Linked DNA regions of Macaca mulatta: region 2 is linked to region 1. The links are chromatin contacts, called in public Hi-C maps. All regions are on one chromosome and are shown on one strand. The core of a region is the stretch at or near the end of the contact, and the rest is flanking DNA. Distances in the headings are between cores, read along the strand shown.

Evidence for each region. A called contact is a pair of places that touch in the nucleus more often than the background predicts.
Region 2: a Hi-C map of fetal cortex germinal zone shows a contact between it and region 1, with 2.9 times the contacts expected there. The contact joins the enhancer-like site here to the promoter of PDGFRA in region 1. A contact is called at or near these places in 4 of 14 Hi-C or Micro-C datasets (cortical neurons, fetal cortex germinal zone, fibroblasts and 1 more).

Annotation. Positions count from the first base shown.
Region 1 is chr5:79,262,651-79,269,721 of T2T-MMU8v2.0, forward strand. It overlaps PDGFRA (platelet derived growth factor receptor alpha), which reads right to left and starts at 3,833. Exons shown (of 23, transcript XM_015138691.3): 1 at 3,664-3,833.
Region 2 is chr5:79,797,956-79,805,026 of T2T-MMU8v2.0, forward strand. All of the region lies in intron 1 of LOC106998392 (a long non-coding RNA gene), which reads right to left. Among named protein-coding and RNA genes, the nearest start is that of LNX1, 56 kb to the right of the region's middle. Within about 2 kb of position 3,971, at least 12 of the 40 cell types and tissues checked have an H3K27ac peak or open chromatin away from gene starts, as enhancers often do.

The DNA.
Region 1 (7,071 bases), core at 2,583-5,082:
TGTGGGGAGAGGGGGGAGAGCGGGAAGAGAGGCCGGGCGGGTGGGGGAAAAGGGGCCGAGGGGTTTAGGGTTACAGGCGCTCGCCAGCGCCTCCTATGGGCACGAGAGCCGCCCGGCAGTGGGTAGCGGCTCACATGGAATGCTGGAGAGAGCTAGCCTGCGCCCTCTCGGCATTTAAGAACTGTTCCTGGCCCGGCGCGGTGGCTCACGCCTGTAATCCCAACACTTTGGGAGGCTGAGGTGGGCGGATCACCTGAGGTCAGGAGTTCGACACCAGCCTGGCCAACATGGTGATACCGTCTCTACTAAAAATACAAAAATTAGCCTGGCGTGGTGGCGGGCACCTGTAATCCCAGTTACTTGGGAGGCTGAGGCAGGAGAATCGCTTGAACCCGGGAGGCGGAGGTTGCAGTGAGCCGAGATCGCACCACTGCACTCCAGCCTGGGCGACAGAGTGAGACTCTGTCCAAAAAAAAAAAAGTGCCCTCTGGTGCCAGCTTGCCCGACACGCGCCTTAGCCGCCTCTGCCCCCTGACAAGTCCGCGCCCACCCGCGCTTGTAGCTACCCTTTCGCGGGGGCCAAGAAACTGCAGCAGGAGGCAGGGAAGGAGGCGCCCCAAGTCGGGGTTCCCATTATTCCCTCCTACAATCTACTTTTTCAGCCCATCCCGGGTTCGCTCACTGATCAGTTTAAAACAAAAGGAAATGCCGCCGAGCCACTTCAGCAAACGACAACCATCTGGCAGAAACTGAACTAGGGCGAAGTTGGGAGATGCCATTTGCCCCGATCCTGTATCTTGCGCCCCAGGCGAGACCGAAAGATTATCTGCCGCCCCAAGGCTGATGCTGCGGTGGACCCGGCGAGTTAGACCAGGGGGACCCTGAGACCCACACCTTTCGGTCACTGATCAGGCTTTTAGCTCTTTTCCTAGAATTGCCACTTTTCCACCAGCAACGTATAACCTGGTCGCAGCTCCCCGGAGGTCAGAGGGAGTCCTTCCCTGCGGGGTCTGCAGGAAGGCGCTGGCCACCACGTCCCCAAAATGCGTCCTGCCGCTGCGCGCCGCCCACGGTCTGTCCCCAGGAGGCACAAAATGGGCCCGCCTCGGCGCCAGACGTGTTTGCAGCTGGAAAGCCCAGCCCAATGCCCCTCCCCCTGCATCCCTCCTCAGTCCGCGTCCCGAGAGGAAACTGGCCCAGGGGCGGAGAGCTGGGAGCCTGGGCTCTCCTTCAAGTCCCTCTCGATCTACGGATTTAAACAAGAGCCAGGGCACCGGGGGCTAACGACGGGTTCATTCTTGGCGTCCCCCCACTCTCGTTCCTCCTCACTCTTGTGAACGAGGTCCAGCTGCACTTGGCTCAACCCAAAACTGTGCAAGCTCCGAAGTAGGGCCTGACCTGTGCGTCAAAGCGAGGCTGCTCGGCCTCGCGCCTGTCGGGAAGGCGAGGCAGGGCCTCCTCATAGTGAGGATTGTGGAAAGGAGGAGGCCGAGGAGAGAGGGAGAAGAGGGAGGGGATGCAATTCGGCAGTGCGGGGGTCCAGATTGACCAGATTAGGGGTCGGGGGTGGGACAGCGCGGCGGCTGGTGAGGTGCGCACGCCCGGGACCCCTTCCTCCCCTTCTGTGGCTGCGGGATGTTTGTTGGGTGAGATGCACTGCGGAGGATTGTCGTGCCTCGTTTGCCCTGGATGCCTCTCCCTGCTCCAAAAATCTGTCTAGTTCTGGTCAGGAGCGACCGCGGCGAGGCGAGTCGGTCCAAAACATTGAGCAATTCGGCCTCGGAGCCAAAAAGCCATTTCCCACACCGCCCAGCCCGGGGCTTTTCGGACGTGGGGCGGTCGGGACCTGATAGGGGTCCCATCCATGCTTGCCTCCCACCCAGGGAGATGGAGTGAGTGGCAAGTTCTTCCAGGCACTCTTTGCGCACATCCTGAGGTCTTAGCAGAACTGGGGGAGCGAAGTGCGGGACCGGCCCTCTGGCTGCAGGAGGGATGCACAACGGACAGCCGGCCTGGGCAGCAAGTCCCTCCCGACCAAGACTCGAGGCCAGGTCACCGACAGTTCCCGCACACCTGGCCCGGCCCCGGCTCCTGGCTTCCTCCCGCAACCGGACTGGGGTCGGGCCACACTCCTTGTCGCTCCGAACTGGCCGTCACCCTCTCGGAATAGAACAGCTGATCCCACATATTCAGAGTCAAACGGACGCAGCCCGCTCCCCGGACGCAGCCGGGCGGAGCTAATCGTGTATAAACCTTGTTTCCATGGGGGTAGACAGCAGAGGAAGGAGAAGTACGCACAGACGGCTCTGAACCCGGCAGGGAGAAGAATGGAGAAAAAGGGCGACTAGAGAGGACCGAGCAGCGCTGGGCGAGCGCAGACGGCAAGTGCCGTGCACCCCCGCGCGGAGAGGGGCGCCGGGTAGGGGGTGCCCAGGGCTCAGTTGCCCGGAGGGAGAATGTGGTTTACCTCCCACCTTTCTCTTACCTGCAAACAAATTTCCCCAGTTCCAAGTGGTCCCTAACTTACAAGAAGTTCGACACTTTCCTGGAGACCTTTCCTCTCTTCCTGCCTGAGGCCAGAACTGAGCGGCAGCAGAGCCCCGGGCAATGCAGAAACGGTTCCACCGAGGAGGGGGCGCAGGGAGACGGGCGGGGGCGGGGGCCACGGCGCACAATGAGGACCCCTTGGTGTGCGGTTCGAAATTCCTCAAATCCCAGTTGCTGGAATGCGAGGCGACATCGACTTCTTCACTCAGGGCCAAATGTGTTTGTCATTATTCCAGACCGCCCGCCCGCGCCGCCGCTGTCGCCCCCGCGCTAGGGCGTGCAACCCGAGCGTACAGCCGAGCAGGCACCCGCTCTCCCTAGCACCTCACTGACCCGACAAACCCCTCCAGAGCGCCCCAAACCCTTGCCCACGCCCGCGCCCCTCTGCTTGTCCCGCAGCCGCGTCACCGCTGCGCCAAATCTGGCCCGGACTCTCACCCAGAGCAGCGCCGTCCAGTAATTACGCGCATTCGACCGGCTCCATGTGCTGCAGGCCAGCACGGAGGTCCGGTCTCCAGCCGAGCCCTGCCCGCCTCCTGCGACCAGCAACCCCTTCCCGCGCCCCCCTCCGCGCTCCCCTCTCCCCACCTCCCCTGGTCCCCCAGCCGCGCTCCACACCACGGGCTGCAGCGCTGTCCCGCCAAACCGCAGGCGAGGAATGAAAACACTCATTTAAAACCTGTCGCCTTCCAGGACCCACTGCCAAGAAGAGGGCAAACACCTCTGCCTCCACCCCCAGTTCCTTGGTGTTCGGCCCAGTATTCATGAACACCACCCCCACTCCCAAAAGAAACCTCAAAAATGTAAGCCTAAACAATTTCTTTGGGAGGCCATAGGGTTGTTAGAAAAACATTGTTTTTTAAAAATAGGTCTGGAAAATGTGTGTTTAAAAAAAAATCCCTAGACTTTCTAATTCTATGGTTATCTCCCACCCATCCCCAAGTGAAGTTTATTCCGAAAAAAAAAAAAAAATTCCTCTCTGGACACACATTTGGAATCCAGCTCCATTTTTTTTTCTTGTCGCCCAAAGTTTGAAGTTACTTCCCTTTCTCCAGTCCCAGAGTCTGATCAGGGACTTCTCTTATAAACAAAAAATCATTTTTTCTTCTTCCTTACCTTCTCCTATGTTATTCCGCAATGAATGTCCCACACATGGAGTAAAGAGTGTGTCCACGGCCTCCAATGATCTGTTGTAGTCTCCTCCTCTGTTTCTCTCCCTGTAGCTCCAACAGTAACGGGCTCAAAAACCGCGTTTTGTAATTGATTCAATGTTATAGTCCATCCTTCTAAAACTAATCATTTGCTCTAAGTAAATAGCTGTCAGGAAATAAGCCCCCCCCCGAACCTTGGTCTCTTCAAAATAAAAGTTTCGCTCAAACTCCCCTGCGCTCTGAAGCTCCCAGTCTCCAGATTGCGCCTTCGCTTTTTGCTCTTACGCAATCAGGGGGTCCAGTCCCAACCCCCAGACTTCGACAACAACTGGGGGGGCGGGGAGAAGCCGACCAGATGGGATGGGGGGGTGGAAGGGGGAGGTGTTGGTGCTCTGCCGGGAAAGCGGTTTTGTGAAACTACAAACAGCCCATCATTTCCAGAATGAGTTTGCCTCCCCATTTTGGGGTTATTTTCTTAGACTGCTATAGTTTTGTGTTCTCTTTGAAAACAAGAAAAGGAACATACAAAATTGCATTTAATACCCAGAGAGAATATAAATCTAGAATCAAGAAACGTCCCTTCTACAAACTCGGCCCAACTAGAAATAGGGCCCTCGGGAGAAATCTCCAAGCGGTTGCGCGGTTTTGAACTAAGGGTCTTTTAGGGGAAGGGCTAAGGGCTATATAGTTGCTAGTTCTTTAACGGGATTAGGCAAACTGTTGAGTCCAATATGACAACGATGAGTTTTTGTTTTGTGTGTGGGGTGGGTGTGTGTGTGTGTGTGTGTGCAAGACTGGGTGGAGTCTGAAATAGGGTACAAAGAAAAGAGGGTCTGTGTAGGTTTGGAACATTCTCCGATAGAACGACCTTTACTCCCTTTAAGTCACTTATCTGGTCGTGCCTTTGTTTTGGGGGTTATCTGGGCGAGGTTGCCCTGGCTTCTAACTCGCATACAAAAAAGTTCAAGCTTGGGCGTTTGGGGAATCGTCCCGCCGCCTCCGCATCGTGGGAGAGGGTGCCTTTTGATTCTCCCTCCGTTCCCTCCCGCCGAGTGGGTCGAACCCTACGAATGCTTCGGAGTTGACAGCTGAGCCCCAAACCCTGCGCCCAAGGCGCGAGGCCAGTGTCGGGAGGAAACGATCCTGCCGGCGAGGGAAAGGGGGCGCTGATGCTCCAGAAACCAGACCTGGGCAGAGTGGGGCTTCCCAGCGACAGCGGGGGATGGGAGCGCGTTCACCTTTCTCGCTCTCTGATTTTTGAATTCTCTTGTTGGGGTTGGGGGTCATCCTTCATCCTTCTCCCTCAACCCCACCCCCACACAAGCACTCTGAAAATGGCCAAGGTGGCCAGGTTGGGACTGGCACGTCCAACAGCCGTCTCCTCCTTCACCAGGAGTGGACACAGTGCAGTGGACAGAGGAGAGTCACAGAGAAGTACTCCAACGGGCGCGGTGCTGTGTCTAATTAGGACAGGATCTTGGGGTATCAGCCTCGGAAATAGGGCGCCTGGGGCTGCGCTGGGGGCCCCATTGCCCCAGCTCTTCTACGCGACCTGCTCTCGTGCATCTTCAGCTCGGGTGACTGCACAGCTCGCTATTACTTCCACATGTTCCTTCAGGAAATCATTGAAGGCAAATATATGAACAGCCCCTTGTTCGGAATGCTAACAGGATACCGTAATGTTTGTAGAAAATGAGCGGGACAAACGATTCCCCCCAAAAATCAGAGTGCGGAATAAAAGGCAAACGCGGCTGCTGGGCTTCTTGCTGTTAAGTTGAGAACTGGGTTTTTAGGCGAGTTGCCCCAGAGGGTAGGACGCGAGACAGAGAGCCTACCCAGAAGGACTGCTTTGTTTCGGCGACACTGCTAGCCCGGTCAAGCCAGGGTCTTCCGTCCGCAGGGCCCCAGCGCTCTCCGCCCACAAATGGTAACTTCACAGTTCATTTCAGAGCAGTTTAATGGGGCCCGAAAAGCAGCCCGGGCGGGAGTGGCTCCAGGCAGCGACTCCTCAGGAGTTTAAAGCAGAAAGCAATGGATGAGCAAGCGAGCACCCAGTTGTCCTTCTGGTAGTAATTACCTGCCTAATTTGAATGATGCCTTTGTTATGACCATTAACAAACATTTGTTAAAGGTTTCCATGTGTGACATTCTGGAAGGTTTAAAGGCCTGAGGAGCTGACTCCGGGGATAGTGCCCCGGTGGGGGGTGGCGCAAGAAAGCAAATGGTTGGGGGAAGATTTCGCGGAGAGACTGTGCAAAGAAGAGAGGTCAACATCTGCCTCCTCTGCAAAACAAAATAAACCCAGTGGTCAGGAGCAACCTCCGGACAGGAGACCCTCGAACCGAGGCGGTTGGTTCCTTAAACCGAGTCCTGCCCCTACAGCCCCCGCCCCTACCACTGCTCATAGGCGGGTTTGAATCCTGTTTTCCGCCTTCTAAGGCTGGTACGAGGCTGGTTCGGGAGAAGTCGGGTCTGCGCCCGGCAGTCAGTCCGGAGCGTCGGGTGAAGGCGGGGCGAGTTCTTGCCGCGTTCTCCCAGTGTTTGTTCTAAGATCCTTCCAGATTGGTCCCTCGACGCCCTGGGTCCGGGATGGCCCCGGAACCGCAGGGGGCCAGAAAGCTTGCCCTCCTGAGGCGGGCTGCGGGTCTTTTCTCCCCTTCCTGTGCTTCTGACTGGGCGCCGTGCGGGAGGTGGGAGGAGGGTACCAGGCCATCACGTGTACCCGGAGAGGAGCGACCTGCACCGGCCTGGGCAGCTCTGCGCAGATCTCAACCCGCGCCCGGATTCTAATTTTCAGCCTCTTGGGGTTTTTTGTTTTGTTTTTTCCTTAAGGGATTATCAAGGGGTTAAGAATGTGGGTTTTCTCCCCAAACGGGGAGTCGGGGAGGCTGCGTGCGGAGAGGAAGGAGGCTCAACTCCCGAATTGAGCCGGGCCGGGAAGTTAGGAGAAAAGGGTAGGGACTGTGACAGTTCTGTCCTCGGCCTTGCGCATCTACGCCAGCAGGCGACATGAAATTGGGAGCAAGGGCATAAAAAGGTGCAGTCGATGAGCTCACCTTCAAAAAGAGGGCCTCGTAAACTTTTTACAACCAGATCAAAACGGTCACTATAAACAAAAGCAAAATCTCGCCGTGCCTTGCCCTGCCTCCAGGGCCCGTTCTCCCGGCCCCAACTCCCGGGCGAGGGCGGCCGCAGCTCCGAGGGCCACACCTTTGGCTTTGAGGGCGCTTCCCGCTGAGTTGGCTTTTTGTGTCTTCTCCTCCACTGCTCTCCAGCCCCACCCCCAATTGTACTTTCCTCGAAGAATTCAAGTCCGTTTGCTCTAGAAGCCTTACGAATGTAACAGTTATCAAAGCCGTTAGTTGTGAAAATC
Region 2 (7,071 bases), core at 2,721-5,220, 540 kb after region 1:
TTTAGGAGAAAAGAACCAGTCCAGTTCGCTGTTGAGAAACCAGCTGATAGAATGAAGGTGAAAACGGCATTGTCTGATGCGAGAATATTAAGGGCTGTATACATGGGGCCCTCTGGGTTTCTGCCAATCCTGCTTGGGTGTTTCCCTACCTTAGGTCCCTTTTGGCATCTTAGTAATCCGTCTTCTGAGAAAAAAAGGGGCAGTAATCCTGACCTGCCTTCTAAGGGTTCCAGGATAATACGGTTGCAGCATATTCTTCTAGGGAAACATACGATCCCAAGTTCAGCTCCACAGGAAGTCAAGCATGAGAAACAACAGGGCAAAGGTGTTCCTGAAAGCCAAGCCAGAACACATTGACAGAAGGGCCCCTTCCAAAATAAAGACAGCCCGAGAGGACAGCAGGCAGCCAGGCAGAGTCTTATCTGGGACATCAGTGGGTGTTCCGGGCTCAGACCAAAGGATGTTCATGACCTTCGTAGAACTGCCGTAGACTCTGAAAAAGGGACCATACAGATTTTCTGTTTTCATCTTAGATGTTCTGTTTCCTCTCTTGCTGCAGCGCGGGTTCAGAAGGAAGCTTTCAAGCAGGGAGTGAGGCAGGGAATGAGGCAGGGAAGTCCCTGAAAATGTGCCTCCTCTCTCTGCAAAGCTTAGCACATGGGATGTAGATGACTCCCAGCCAGGCAGAGAGGTGAGTCCATCCCTGTCACACACATAAATATCATGTATGATGGGATTCAAGGGAGTCCAATAAACAGTACATTTTGTCCGTGTTACAGGAATCAGGCAAATGAAGATCAAAATCGACAATATTGATAAAAGTCAGGCTGGAGAATGTGGCTTTCAATATCTTAGCTAGGTGGACATTTCAATATCTTCTCTTGAACTAAACTCATTCACTGGGCTACAAGCAGCACCTTCCTGGCCATGGCCAACTTCTGTAAAGTTTAGGACACAGAGCAGTAGAAGGAAATTATCTCTACCAGGGAAAAACCAGAGCCACTCTCTCCTAGCTCCCTCTCCTGAACTAACTCTCCAATCAGATAAGCCATTCCTCGTCTCCTAGGGAGATGGGTCAAAGAGGTAAACAGTGACCAGTTTCCTTTAGTGGAGATCTTTTCACAGGGAAGGAAGCTCAAGAGAAGGAAATAAGCATCCTCCAGCAATCTCCTCTGGAATTCTCTATGGACATTCACCCTCCTTCCTTCTGCACAGGAACAGGTGGGCACTCACACTGCCTCAGCACCTGGCAGGCCGACCAGCTCAGGGCCTTTCCAAGCCTGCAGTTTACATTCATAGCTGGCCTTGTCATCCTGCACCATAACTATCTTCTTCTCTCTCCCCCACATTACAGTACGAACTCCTGAAAGGCTGGGACCATATTCCATTCCTTTTAAAATTCATTTCTGTAACCCCGGTGCCTAGTATTAGCACATAGTGGATGCTCATGAAATGTTTCTGGATTGAACGGATGGATGAATAAAACAAGTGAATAGACAATAAAACCAGGGGAACCTCGCAGGAGTAGGACTTTTTTCTAGAGATAAAGGAAGGCTTTGACTTGGTCTAAAGTGAAAGCCAACTCCACCCTGGGGGCATCATTTGAGAGCCAGCCTCACAGTAACCCCCAGAGTGAAGAGAATGCAGATCTGAGCTAAACTCCTCAGCATGCCAGAGCTAAACTCCTCAGCATGCCAGGGTCTCCCAAGCTCCATTAGCCCCTTGCTGGGTCAACACAGCCTGGTTCCGGCCCCTTGCCTAAGCGTGGGCCTTTTTGAAGGATCCTCTTGTTCCGCAGATCCTCAAAGCTCTCCACATCACTTCCGCTCCTTCCCATCTTCCCCCCTGTAAGTTGATAGGACTTCTAGCTCCATTCAACCCAGCAATCTCATTACTGGGCTTGCTCAAAGGAAAATATGCCCAAAAGAAAACATGCCCAAAGAAAAAAAATCATTCTACCAAAAAGACACATGCACTTATATGTTCATTGCTGTACTATTCACAATAACAAAGACATGGAACCAACCCATGTGCCCAACAGTGGTAAGACTGGATAAAGAAAGTGTGGTAATACACACATTTGGAATACTATGCAGCCATAAAAAAGAATGAAATCATGTCCTTTGCAGCAACATGGATGCAGCTGGAGGCCATAATCTTAAGCAAATTAATGTAGAAACAGAAAACCAAATACCACATGTTCTCACTTTTAAATGGGAGCTAAACACTGAGCACACATGGACATAAATATGGGAACAATGGATGCTGTAGACTATTAGACAGTGGGGGATGGGGGGGCAGCAATCAACTATTTATCAGGTACTATGCTCACTACATAAGTGACATGATCCATACTCCAAACCTGAGTCTCATGCAATATTCCCATGTAACAAACCTGCACATGTACCTCTGGTATCTAAAATAAAAGTTGAAATTAAAAAAAAAAATTAAATTAAAGAATTTCTAGTTCCAGGCCGGCCATCTGGTTTGAGGATCTCCAGCCCAGAGAAACACAAAGTCCTCTCACAACCAAAGTACAACTGTTGATACAATAGGAGCTAAATATTCACATAGTATACATCATATGTTTTTGGTTTTTTGGTCTGATATAGTCTCAAATAGCAACTTGCCCAGAAAACATAGTCATTAAATACTGATTGGATAATTAATTGATCAATGACATGTTTAATGACATTGACCACGGATACAAAAGCATGGCCTTTGAATAGAAGAAAGACCATGGAAAGGAGGAGATGTGTGTCCTGCCATCTTTTTCACCGGACATGGAATGCAGAGGTTGAGACACAAATACTAGACTGACTGTTCCACCTCTGCCACGTCTTTGACAAGCTCTATAATTTTTCCAAACTACAGTTTGCCCTTCTGTCAGCTGGAGATAATTATTGTACCAATCTCATAATACTGTTCAATATGAAATAAAATAAAACACATAACATGCTTAGCCTTGTATCAGGCACATAGTAAGTAGTTGACATAAATACGTTTTTATTGCTAGTGTTGTTTTTGTTATTTTTGTGAGTTAAGATCCTGGGGAAGTGTGGGAGGTCAAAGGGAAAAGATGATAATAGCTTCCAGTGGCCCATGTTGAGTGGCAAGGCCCAGAGTGACCCCGTGCTGTGGCACGGATCTGTGACTCTCCAGATGTTCACGAAGGAATGGTTTTCTGCAGAATGAAGGAGCCGAAGTGCAAATGGGGTCAGGGAATTTTATAGGAGCTTGGAGGAAGAGTCAAGACTAGAGTGTTCAGTCGTTACATCAAGTGAAAATAGAGACCCTGACGAAGAACTCGTGCCCTTACCTGGAGAGTTTGCCCTTAAGAAAGAGAGAGACAGAGACAGAGAGAGAGAGAGAGAGAGAGAGAGAGAGAGAGAGAGAGAGAGAGAGAGAGAGAGACACGCAGGCACACACAGAGAGAGACACAGACACAGAGAAAAAGCACCATCCCTCTTGTGCCGGCTGCTGACCAAACTCCACTGTACCTCAGCCCAGCTTCCTGCCTCCCTGGGGAGGGGAGGCTTCCTGCCTCCCTGGGGAGGGGAGACATGTCCCTTGGCCAGTAGCCATCAAAAGTCTTAGAAGGATGCTTTGTGTCTGACCCGCCAGGGAAAGCAAACGAGCCCCGCTTTATGTTCCCCAGGGAACTGGCCTCTTAGGGACACTGGCGAGAGGTGTCTGCACATGTGGTCAATGGAGGGAAGCAGCTAGCACACAAGGGGACCAAGAGGGATGGCGGAGAAACTGCACAGTGGTAGGGGGAAGTCCGCAGGCTATTTTAGGCCAGGCTCAGAACTGGAGTCAATGGAGGTTTTGTTTATGTAACATCTGCAGAAGGCCCTTCGGAGCAAATAACCCCGGGTCTCCAGGCCAGGGCTGCAGCGAGCAGGGGTGGGGCCGCGAGCTTCCTGTTGTTCTTGGCACGGCTGCCCAGCTGTCTGCGTGGCTCCTCTCAGAGACTTTTGCCGCCTCACTGTTTGCTCCCTACCATGCTCTTTTCCTAGGGGCGAGTAAACAAAGTGCAAGAAGGAGTGCAGGCAGAGCCGTTCCTCAGAGAGGTGGCTCGAGCACTGTGCCCCAGAGAGTTGCCTTCCAGACCCCACGGCTCCCCGGCCACCCCGCAGCCTCGGGAGACCCCAGAGCATCCTTTCTGCACATCCCCTTAGCTGAGCGGCTTCGCTGTCAGTTTCAGTGTGGTAGGGAAAGGGGCCTGGCTCTCAGCTCTGCCTGGTACAGGTCTGAACCCAGAGCTGCGTTTAGCAGTTGCTTAATCTTGTGCTAATTGCTCAGTCCCCATTATTTATTACAGGGAGAAACATACATATGTAAGAGATAAATAATGTATGTTAATTTCCTTTCTACCAGGCCTGTTTGAAGGCATGAAGACTATGTTATGTTTTTGAAACACAGATTCCATTGGGAAAGATGGGAATAAGAAGGCCTTTTTCAAGTTTAGGAAAATTTATATGCACAAGAATGCACAAATCTGGAACTGACAGTTTGACAAACTTGTTCACCTGTGTATCCAACCACGTAACTACTACCCTGATCAAGATGCAGAATGTATCCATCGCCCTTATGTGGAAAGCTCCTTTATGTCTCTTTCTGGTTAATAACATGCTTACCCCTACTTTTGTTAGTCTGCCAGGGTGGCCATAACAAAATACCAAAGACTGGGTGATTTCAATAACAAAAATCAGTTTCTCACAGTTTTGGAAACTGGATGTCCAAGATCAGGGGGCTAGAATCGCTGGTGAGGGCCCTCTTCCTGGCTTGCAGATGGCTGCTTTCTCAGTAGGTGCTCACATGGCCACTACTTTGTGCACCTGGAGGGAAAGAGCAAGCGCTCTGGTGTCTTTCCTGAAAGGACACAAATTCTGTCAGATCAGGGCCCTCACTTTGTGACCTCATTTAACCTTAATTACTTCCATAAAGGTCTCATCTCCAAATATATTCACACTGGGGCTACAGGCCTCAGCATACGAATATGGAGGGGACAGGATTTGGTCCATAGCACTACCACGGTGCCTTCCTTCCCCAGTGATGTGGTTTGGCTATGTTCCCACCCAAATGTCCACTTGAATTGTATCTCCCAGAATTCCCATGTGTCATGGGAGGGACCCACGGGGAAGTAATTGAATCATGGGGGCTGGTCTTTCCCATGCTATTCTCATAATAGTAAGTAAGTCACATGAGATCTGATGGGTTTATCAGAGGTTTCCGCTTTTGCTTCTTCCTCATTTTTCTCTTGCCACTGCCATGTAAGAAGTGCCTTTTGCCTCCCGCCATGGTTCTGAGGCCTCCCCAGCCATGTGGAACTGTAAGTCCAATTAAACCTCTTTTTCTTCCCAGTCTCAAGTATGTCTTTATCAGCAGTGTGAAAACAGACTAATACAGTAAATTGGTTCCTGTACAGTGGGGCATTGCTGAAAAGATAGCTGAAAATGTGGAAGCGACTTTGGAACTGGGTGACAGGCAGAGTTTGGAACAGTTTGGAGGCCTCAGAAGAAGACAGGAAAATGTGGGAAAGTTTGGAATTTCCTAGAGACTTGCTGAATGGCTTTGACAAAAATGCTAATAGTGATAAGAACAATAAGGTCCAGGCTGAGGTGGTCTTAGATGGAGATGGGGAACTTGTTGGGAACTGGAGCAAAGGTGACTTTTGTTAGTTTTAGCAAAAAGATTGGTGGCATTTAGCCCCTGCCCTAGAGATCTGTGGAACTTTGAGCTTGAGAGAGATGATTTAGGGTGCCTGGGAGAAGAAATTTCTAAGCAGTAAAGCATTCAAAAGGTGACTTGGGTGTTATTAAAAGCATTCCATTTTAAAAGGAAAACAGAGCATGTAAGTTCAAAACATTTGCAGCCTAATGATGTAGTAGAGAAGAAAAACCCATTTTTTGAGGAGAAATTCAAGCCAGCTGCAGAAATTTGCATAAGTAGCAAGGAGTCTAACATTAATCCCCAAGATCATGGGGTAAATGTCACCTTCACAGCAGCCCCTCCCATCACAGGCCCAGAGTCCCAGGAGGAAAAAGGGGTCTCATGGGCCAGTCCCAGGGTCCCTGTGCTGTGTGCAGCCTAGAAACTTGGTGCTCTGTGTCCCATCTGCTCCAGACATGGCTGAAAGGGGCCAACATAGAGCTTGGGCTGTGGCTTCAGAGTGTGCAAACCCCGAGCCTTGGCAGCTTCCACATGGTGCTGAGCCTGCAGTCCACAGAAGTCAAGAATTGAGGTTTGGGAATCTCCACCTAGATTTCAGAAGATGTATAGAAATGCCTGGATGCCCAGACAAAAGTTTGCTGCAGGAGAGGGGCCTCATGAAGAACCTCTCCTAGGGAAGTGCAGAAGGGAAATGGGGGGTCGGAGCCCCCACACAGAGTCCCTACTGGGGCACCACCTAGTGGAGCTGTGAGAAGAGGGTCACCGTCCTCCAGACCCCGGAATGGTAGATCCACAGGCAGCTTGCACTGTGCAACTGGAAAAGCCACAGACATGCAATGCCAGCCCATGAAAACAGTGGGAGAGAGGCTGTACCCTGCAAAGCCACAGGAGTGGAGCTGCCCAAGACCATGGAAACCCAACTCTTGAATTAGCATGACCTGGATGTGAGACTTAGAGTCAAAGGAGATCATTTTGGAGCTTTACAATTTGACAGCCCCACTGAATTTCGGACTTGCATGGGCCCTGTAACCCCTTTGTTTTGGCCAATTTCTCCCATTTGGAATGGCTGAATTTACCCAATACCTGTTTTTCCATTGTATCTAGGAAGTAACTAACTTGCTTTTGATTTTGCAGGTTTATAGGCGGAGGAACTTGCCTTGTCTCAGATAAGACTTTGGATTATGGACTTTTGGGTTAATGCTGAAATGAGTTAACACTTTGGGGGACTATTGGGAAGCATGATTGGTTTTGAAATGTGAGGACATGAAATTTGGAGGGGCCAGGGGCGGAATGATAAGTTTGGCTGTGTCCCCATCCAAATCCCAACTGGAATTTTATCTCCCAGAATTCCCACGTGGTATGGGAGGGACCCAAGGGGAGGAAATTGAATCATGG